Linked DNA regions of Sus scrofa: regions 2 and 3 are each linked to region 1. Evidence: chromatin contacts called from public Hi-C and HiChIP or PLAC-seq data. All regions are on one chromosome and are shown on one strand. The core of a region is the stretch at or near the end of the contact, and the rest is flanking DNA. Distances in the headings are between cores, read along the strand shown. Region 1 holds the start of OSTM1 (osteopetrosis-associated transmembrane protein 1). Region 2 holds the start of SNX3 (sorting nexin-3). Region 3 holds the start of AFG1L (lactation elevated protein 1).

Region 1 (2,808 bases), core at 194-2,693:
CCCCACTAACAGATGAGAAAACAGGCACAGAGAATAACTTACCCAGAGAACAGCATTAATAAGCAGAAAAGAAGTGGTCTGGAAGAATGGCTCCAGACTGACTCTTTTGGGGTTTTTTTGGGTTTTTTTGTTTGTTTTTTTTAAGGGCTGCACCCACAGCATATGGAAGTTCCCAGGCTAGGGGTCAAATCAGAGCTGCAGCTGCTGGCCTACACCACAGCTCACTGCAACACTGAGTGGGGCCAAGGATGAAACCCTGTGTCCTCATGGACTACTAGTTGGGTTCGATACTGCTGAGCCACGATGGGAACTCCAGCTCCAGACAGTCTAAATCACTAAAATGAACTTTGATGCATTATCTCTTTTAATTCTTTTAACAGTCACATGGGGCAGCTGTTTTTCCTCCATTTTACAAAGGAGGAAACTAAGACTCCAAGATAATTAATCCAAAGTCAAACTGAGAGAAAGTGGTGATCTGAAAATGTTTAGCTACAAAGCTCAAGCTCCTAACCAACATCACACTGTAGTTTCCCCACTTGAATTGGGACTGCAAAAGGAAAGAGTCCTTCCTGGGAACTCCAGGTGGAGATGGGAACAAGCTGTAGCAAAGTGGGAAGAAAAGGTAGGGTTGGGGAGCAGAAGCCCCAAGAAAACTAATCATTCCTATCTGCAAACATGTACCAAGAAGATGCACAAAAGGAACCAGGGAGGCAAAAATCCAAACGCCATGCTCTAAAATACCACCCACTTTTTTGATGCCCCTAACTCCACAGTTCTAATCAACCCCTTTGTCTCACAGATGGGGAAACTGAGGCCCCAGAGGTAACCATCATTACATCCTCCTCCCTTCCCAACCATCCACGCCAGAGGTCACGGGTGTATTCTTCTACCCACCCCCACGGCTCGGGTGATGTTGTCCATCTTGTTGGCGACCTGTTGGAAGAGGAGGTAGCAGGTCTGACAGAGGCGCACCGGCCGGGCGCTGCGCACTAGACACCCAGTCAGCTCTGAGCTGCTGTGTGCGAAGTCCAGCAGCAGCTCTCGGCACTCGGGATCCAGATCCGGCAAGTCTGGGGGTAGTGACAGTGGTCCCAACCTTCCGCCCTGCAACAGAGCAAGGGACAAGTCCTCCACCTCCAGCAACTGCTGCTCCGACAAGAGGTCGTGGAGAACCTGGTGCGGACTGCTGCCCAAGGAGAAGGTGCCTAGAGCCAGCCCCGACCACAGCAACGCCACCAGTAGCAGCCGCGGCAGCAGCAGCGATGACCTCTGCCGCGCGACTGTCCCGTCCGGGTCCATCGCGGGGTTCACAAACCCCAGGGCGCAGACCTCCGCCTCTCTGCCCGGAGTCGGTCCTTTGGACAGCCGCCGCTTCCGGCTTCCTTGGGCGCAGGCCGCGAGCCGGGTCACGAGGTGCGCGCGTCACCGCCCCGCCCCCGGCGCGCGACGCCCCGCCCCATTGGCTGCCGAGAGCCTCTCGCGCCGCCGGGCGAGCGCGCGTGCGGGAGCGCGCACACACTAGCGGCTGCTTGTGCCCGGCGGGTGTCCAGCACCTGACAGAGGGGCGCGCGAGACCCGCTGGCGTCCGGCTGTGAAACACCGAGCAAAGACTCGCCCGCCCTGTGAATACTGGCGTCTGCCGTTGAGCAGTTAAATCTCGGGGGTCTTGCCCTCGGCTGCCCATCGCTTTGGAAGTTCAATCCGTTCTCGAAGTCTGAGGAGTTAGGTACCACAGAAAGACCGACGGCCTCCGCCGTGGGAATTACGAGTGAGTTCTCTGAGAAAGCCTGCTGGCAGGTGCCTTTGCAGGTTTTTTCCTTGGCGTTTCTTAGCATAACTTCCCCCTCAAACTATGTGGAAAGTTTATTGCGGTTGTTTATTTTTGGTTGTGGAGCTTAGTGGCTTTCGAGCTCATTGTTAACTCCGAACTGTGTCAGCGCTGACCCATTGACTTCCTAGGGTGATGGAAAGATTCTCTATCTGGGCTAATGTGGTAGCCACTAACCACTTGTGGCTGCTGATCACTTGTAATGTGGCTACTGCGACCAGGGAACTGAATTGTTAAACTTTATTTAATTTGAATGTTAAATAGCGCAGCTGACTAGCTGTGCTGCGTTGGACAGCGCAGGTCTTAGTTCTCTCACCCACTGTGCAGCCTGGGCCTAGGATGGCAAATATCCAGGTTTCCTTGCGACTGAAGGGGTTCCTGGGTGCATCATAAACGTGCATCCAGTGCGAAATCCTGGAAAATCCTGGGCAGACCCCTGGACTTGAAACTCGCGTCCAGTTTCTGACATGCCCAAGGCAGTTGCTGCGGGGACCTTCCCTGAAAAGCGTCCTGATACCACTACTGGGCTGTAAAAAGAATTTAAGCTAATGACCTGGAAAACGGTTTTCTGAGGAGTATCTGATAAGCAGATTTGTTAGAAAAATTATTTCCTTGCTGTTTCATGTCATCTTGTTTTCATTTTTGCCTTGTAAATTGCAGGGCTACTGTACTAATTCCTGTTCATATTATGGTGCTAATTCATGTTTCTGAGCGTTGTTAGAGTTACTTTTCTAGCCACTCTGTTTGATTATTGTTTTGTGTTCCTAATGGGAAGGGGAAAGGATCTATCATTTCTTTAACATGTCCCTTTAATTTATTCTTTTACAAGAATAAAATAATTTTTTATTGTTCTAGTACAAACAATATTGCAGGTAATACTTGTATCTACACAAGGTTAGTATGTATTTAAGATAAATTCCTAGAAGTAGACTTGCTGGTCAGAGAGTATGTTCATTTGTGATGTTGATTGTGCTACATTA
Region 2 (2,722 bases), core at 122-2,621, 170 kb after region 1:
AGAGGCTTTTGTAAACTCCCCTGAGGTTCTGTTCAGGGAAGCGTACAAACGAGGTGAGTCTGGTAGCTCGGGAAGGGCCTCAAGCAATCAGCTAGGCTTGGCCACCTCGGAGAAAAGTGTCCAGGAAAAGAAAACTGAAAAGGCTTCAACTTTGAGCAAATCCCCTTTCTCAGTCACATTTAGCTCCCTTCCCAAAGAAGAGCTGTGTTCTCGAAAGATCTACCCCTTTCCAACTCAAATGTCATTCCGAGATCAGCTGCCTGAGGGGCAAGCGGCGTTCAACCCACGCCCTCTTCGCGTACCGTCCTCAAGTGCCAGCACGGGGCTCAGGTCACTCTGCAACTCCCAAGCCAGCCCAACACGAAGAGGGGCCCTCGCCCCCGACCCCGCCCGTGGACAGAACTGCCCTACCATGTCAGCCAGCAGCCCCGGACTCAACAGCCAAGGCCGCTAGGGAGACGCGCTCCAGGGAAGGCTAGGGGCACCAGGGAACTATGGGAGGGGTCTCTCTGTAGGGGGGAAAGATGGCCTCACCTTGACCCTGATTTCATAGGTGGTAAAGCGGCCCCGGCCGACCCCCACTGTCTGCGGATTGCTCACATCGATCTCGAGGAAGTTGCTGGGAGGCCCGTAAGCGTCATTCAGGTTCTGCGGCTTGGTGATCAGCCGCCGGGTGTCCGCCACGGTCTCCGCCATTTCGCTGCTGTAGCCGCCGCCGCGGACTCCCTCCGCCCCCTCCGCGATCCACCGACGCCGCCTCTGCTGCCCGCCGCGGGGACACCGGACTCGCGCGCAGCGGTCGCAAGGCGAACGAGCACGTAGAGCGGGCGTTCACCCTTGCGCGCGAAGCTCCTCCCCGCGCCGCTCTGGCTGCTGCCTCTTGAGCCCAAGCAGGAAACAACCCACCCGACGGAACGCTGCGCCCCGAGGCCGGGAGGCCCAGCGGAAGCCACGGAGAGGAACGGCGAGCTCGCCGGCGGAGAAGGAGAGTCACGGGTCTTGTAGGCGCGAACAGATTCCGGCCAGACTACAGCGCCCACAATGCACCGGGCGAGCGCGCCGCTACTGGGCTGCGTCCGAGGTGCTATGGGACCCAGGACCGGAGTGCGGGGGCGGGCGCTTCCTGTCTTTATGTATCCGCCTAGACCTGGAACGGTGAGAAGAACACCGGAAACGATCTTAGAGGCCTTGGTAGCTGCCAGACAAGTTAAACAACGAGATGGAAGAGATTTGCCTGCAAGTGGAACAGAACTGCCTATGCTAACTCAATTCCGACATATCCACTGTCTCACCATAAACCACTGAAAATGCTTTTCTAGATAACCTTGAACATATGCCTCAAATGATGATTTTGATATCAACTTGGAGTCTCACTGGACACGTGTCTGGTTTGGTAAATTGAAGGTGGGAACAACTTAATGACGTCATATCCAACGGTCAAACCGTTTTGGGAGACCGATGGGCTAAAATTAACAGGTAGTATATGGGCCGAAGCCTGCCTTGAATTTCTGATGTTTGAGTGATCTGCAGCTTTCCCCCTTCAGTTACAAAATTTAAGTAAGTTTTTGTTTTGTTGCGTTTTTGCTTTTTTTAGGGCCGCACCTGCAGCACATGGAGAGGTGGAATTGGAGCTGTAGCTGCTGGCCTACACCACAGCTCATGGCACGGCTTGAGATCCTTAATCCACTCAGCAAGGCTAGGGATGGAACCTACGTCCTCATGGATGCTAGTCAGATTTGTTAACCCCTGAGCCACTATGGGAACTCCAGTAGCTTTTTTTTTTAAGGTGATAAAACATCGGTACAGCATTTGAAGTGGAACTCGGATAAACCTTTATCAGAAATGAAAAAAAGACAAAACAATTAAGTAGATCATAGTTGATTGCCAATAAATGCAGACTTTGAGCATTGAGGTAGAAGGATAGATGTCTATTCCTGCCCTGCCTGGGGAGTTATGGCCCTTGATGTTGTTGTATCACAGCTCTTTGTGTGTGTGTGTGTGTTTTATGTTAGATTCAGAAAACCCATTCTCTTTAAATAATCTGATCTGTCCCTTAAGCTGAAAAGTTGTCTGAATCATTAGCAGCCCTTCTTAATAACACTAAGTACAGTTGGTATTAAAAAAAAAATGAGGAGTTCCCGTTGTGGCTTAGTGGTTAACGAATCCGACTAGGAACCATGAGGTTATGGGTTCGGTCCCTGGCCTTGCTTAGTGGGTTAAAGGATCCGGCGTTGCCGTGAGCTGTGGTGTAGGTCTCACACGCGGCTCGGATCCCGCGTTGCTGTGGCTGTGATGTAGGCCAGCTACAGCTCCGATTCGACCCCTAGCCTGGGAACCTCCATATGCCGAGGGAGTGGCCCTGGAAATGGCCAAAAGACAAAAAAAAAAAAAAAAAAAAAAAAAAAGAACACGTAGATTATTTTCAAGAAAACTCTACATTCATTCATTCAATAAATATTTATTGAAGGCCTACTCGGTGTTTTCCACTTTTTTTTTTTTTTTTTTGGCCTTTTTAGGGCCACACCTGCGGCATATGAAGGCTCCCAGGCTAGGAGTTGGCCTGCGCCCAAGGCACAGCAGCGCTGAATCCAAGCTCTGTCTGTGATCTAAAACACAGCTCACGGCAATGCCAGATCCTTAACCCACTGAGCGAGGCCAGGGGTCAAACCTGCAACCTCATGGTTCCTAGTTGGATTCGTTTCCACTGCACCACAATGGGAAC
Region 3 (2,775 bases), core at 216-2,715, 190 kb after region 1:
ATTTACATTACAGAAAACAAAGGTGATAGCACTTTTCAGGTACTCTGCCAAAGATGAGCTGGACACTGGAGGCAAACTGGGGCTACCACTTAGGGATGTAACCAATATTTTGTTAAAATATGAGGGCCCAATGGATCCTCCACTTTTTATTTTGATTGTTTTTTTAGGTTTATTGAACTATAGTTAATTTATAAGACTGTGATAATTTCTGCTGTACAACAAAGTGATCCAGTCACGCATATACATAGATTCATTCTCTCTCGGATTCTTTTTCCACATAGATTATCACAGAATACTGGGTAGAGTTCTCTGTGCTATATAGCAGGTCCCCATTGGCCAGTCCTTCCATATACCTCAGTGCGCATATGCCAATCCCAAATTCCTAGTCCATCCCTCCCACTCCTCAACCTGTCCCCTTTGGTAATCATAAGTTTTTCAAAGTCTGTGAGACCGTTTCTGCTCTGCAAATAAGTTCATTTGTACCTCCCCCCCTTTATTTAAGATTCCACATAAAGGTGATTTCATATGATGTTTGCCTTTCACTGTATGGCTTAGAACGATAGTTTCTGTGTCCATCCATGTTGCTGTAAATGGCATTATTTTGTTCTTTTTTTTATGGCTGAGTAATATTCCATTGCATATATGTACCAAATCTTCTTTATTCATTCCTCTGTTGATGGACATTTAGGTTGCTTCCATGTCTGGCTATTGTAATAGTGCTGCAATAAATATTGGGGTGCATTTATCTTTTCAAATTATGGTTTTCTCTTGATAGATGCCCAGGAGTGGGATTGCTGGATCATATGGTAGTTCTATTTTTTGTTTTTTGAGTAACCTCCATACTGTTTTCCATAGTGGTTACATGAGTGTACATTCCCATCAACAGTGTAAAAGGATTCCTTTTTCTCTACACCCTCTCCAGCATTTATTATTTGTAAACTTTTTGATAATGGCCATTCTGGCTAGTGTAAGGTGGTACCTCATTGTAGTTTTGATTTGCATTTCTCTAATAATTAGTGATGTTGAGCATCTTGTCATGTGTTTTTTGGCCATCTGTATGTCTCATTTGGAGAAATGTCTATTTACATTTGCCCATTTTTTTGACCGGGTTGTTTTGGATTTTTGATATTGAGCTGCGGGAGGTGTTTATATATTTCAGAGATTAATCCCTTATCAGTTGTTTCATTAGCAAATATTTTCTCCCATTCTGTGGGTTGTCTCTTTGTTTTGTTTATGGTTTCCTTTGCTGTGCAAAAACTTACATTTTATTTAGGTTTTGGAGTCTCAGTCAGGTATGCTAACCTAAAAGGCTCAGGGGGGGTTACTTTACACGTCGTAATCCCGTTCCAATTCCTTGAAAGTGTTGTGGAATCCTCGGCTGCCTTCGCTGGGCGGAGAAGTGCCCCTCCCCCCAAGCCCAGAGCTGCCTGCCCCGCACCGCCTTCGGCGCCACCGCACTGCATGCTGGGAGTCGTAGTTGCAAGTGTCTGCTCTGGAAGAGAGATCAGAGGGCATGGGAGTCAGCCCGCCCCCTAGCTACTTGAGCTTGCGTTTTTTCCGCTTCTCTCTTTCGTTCTCTCACGGGCGGAGCCTTCTGTGAGCACTGCAGGATTTGTCGGTGCTACCGTCTTTCTTCTGGGTTTCAATAAAGTTTTCCTTTTGCTCCCCTTGTACGGAGCTCAAGATGGCGGCCTCCTGGTCGCCCTTGGTTACCCTCCGCTTAGCGCAGAGCCGGTTGAGAGGGAGATGTGTTGGGTGCAGGGCCTGGGCCGCTGCTCTCGCCCCTCCGGCCACCGCCCCTGGAAACTCTCTCTGTAAAGGTCAGTGACTGTGCCTGGAGTAGGCCGAGCCGACTGCATAGGACCGGGGCAGTCACCCTCACTCCTCGAGCTGCCCGAGCGCCTACTTGGTTCATAATTTTCGAGAGGTTTTCTCGAGAGGAGTTTCATGCTCTCTTGCATTTTCTGTTACAGTCTGCTGATGAAGGAGCCCTGGGCACTGAGGGAGGTGGCTGAGAGTGACCTTCATTTTGAGGGTTCAGAGGTCGACTCAGGGTTCGTTCCCTCCCACATGTTAGAAAGTTGAGACCTTGTAAGCCCAAGTGGGGGAGTACCTGGCTTGAAAGGATGCCAAGTGTCAGGTTAAGGCCTGGGGACTCTTCATCCTGCGCCTTTCCTGTTGACCTGGGACTGTACCTAAAAGCCAAGCCTCTGACGCTTGCAGGCCCTTTTGGCTCTCTGGCTTCTGGGAGTGCAAGTGTCCGAGCATTCCCAGACTGAGAGATTGATTCTTTTTGTTCTTTTCAAATTACTAGAGGCTTCAGCAAGGTCACTTTGTCACCAGGCTTGCTTCATATATTCATTCATTCATTCAAATTGTTACGTGTTTCCAAATGAATGAACCTATATTTTGAGTAATCAAGCCCACAGGAGTGATAATTTTACTGCTCTATTCATATACTCCCACTAAATCAGGGCTACTCAATGGCAAGGACCAGGTGTCATTGGTTCTTCAGCACTTAGCACAGTGTTTGGTGCCTGATGGGCAGATATGTTTTTGAACGAATAACATTATTCTTATTGCTCACTCATCCAAATTCTTGAACGCTTTCCTTTTTTTAAATTTTTTTTAAATCTTCAGGCATCCCTCCCCATACATCTTAAAATGATTCGCATTGGCTAATTTAGCTAAAACTATCAGTCTTTGATTGTTATAGTCGATAAAGTTGAAATTGATGCTAGAACTGTGACTACAGGTTTTTCTGCAAAGTTTAGT

What was found. Hi-C and Micro-C count contacts between places; a contact is called where the count stands out from the background. HiChIP or PLAC-seq counts read pairs in DNA pulled down with a chosen protein or histone mark.
Region 2: an H3K27ac HiChIP or PLAC-seq map of alveolar macrophages shows a contact between it and region 1. The contact joins the promoter of SNX3 here to the promoter of OSTM1 in region 1. A contact is called at or near these places in 1 of 5 promoter capture datasets (liver), 4 of 47 Hi-C or Micro-C datasets (blood, heart right ventricle and skeletal muscle) and 1 of 2 datasets of contacts at active chromatin or transcription factors (alveolar macrophages).
Region 3: a Hi-C map of embryonic fibroblasts shows a contact between it and region 1, with 1.7 times the contacts expected there. The contact joins the promoter of AFG1L here to the promoter of OSTM1 in region 1. A contact is called at or near these places in 1 of 5 promoter capture datasets (liver), 2 of 47 Hi-C or Micro-C datasets (embryonic fibroblasts and liver) and 1 of 2 datasets of contacts at active chromatin or transcription factors (alveolar macrophages).

Annotation. Positions count from the first base shown.
Region 1 is chr1:74,179,722-74,182,529 of Sscrofa11.1, forward strand. OSTM1 (osteopetrosis-associated transmembrane protein 1) reads right to left here and starts at 1,444. Exons shown (of 6, transcript XM_001927476.5): 1 at 895-1,444. The coding sequence starts at 1,299.
Region 2 is chr1:74,348,364-74,351,085 of Sscrofa11.1, forward strand. It overlaps SNX3 (sorting nexin-3), which reads right to left and starts at 1,372. Exons shown (of 4, transcript XM_021090786.1): 1 at 601-1,372. The coding sequence starts at 696.
Region 3 is chr1:74,365,956-74,368,730 of Sscrofa11.1, forward strand. AFG1L (lactation elevated protein 1) reads left to right here and starts at 1,466. Exons shown (of 14, transcript XR_002343776.1): 1 at 1,466-1,820.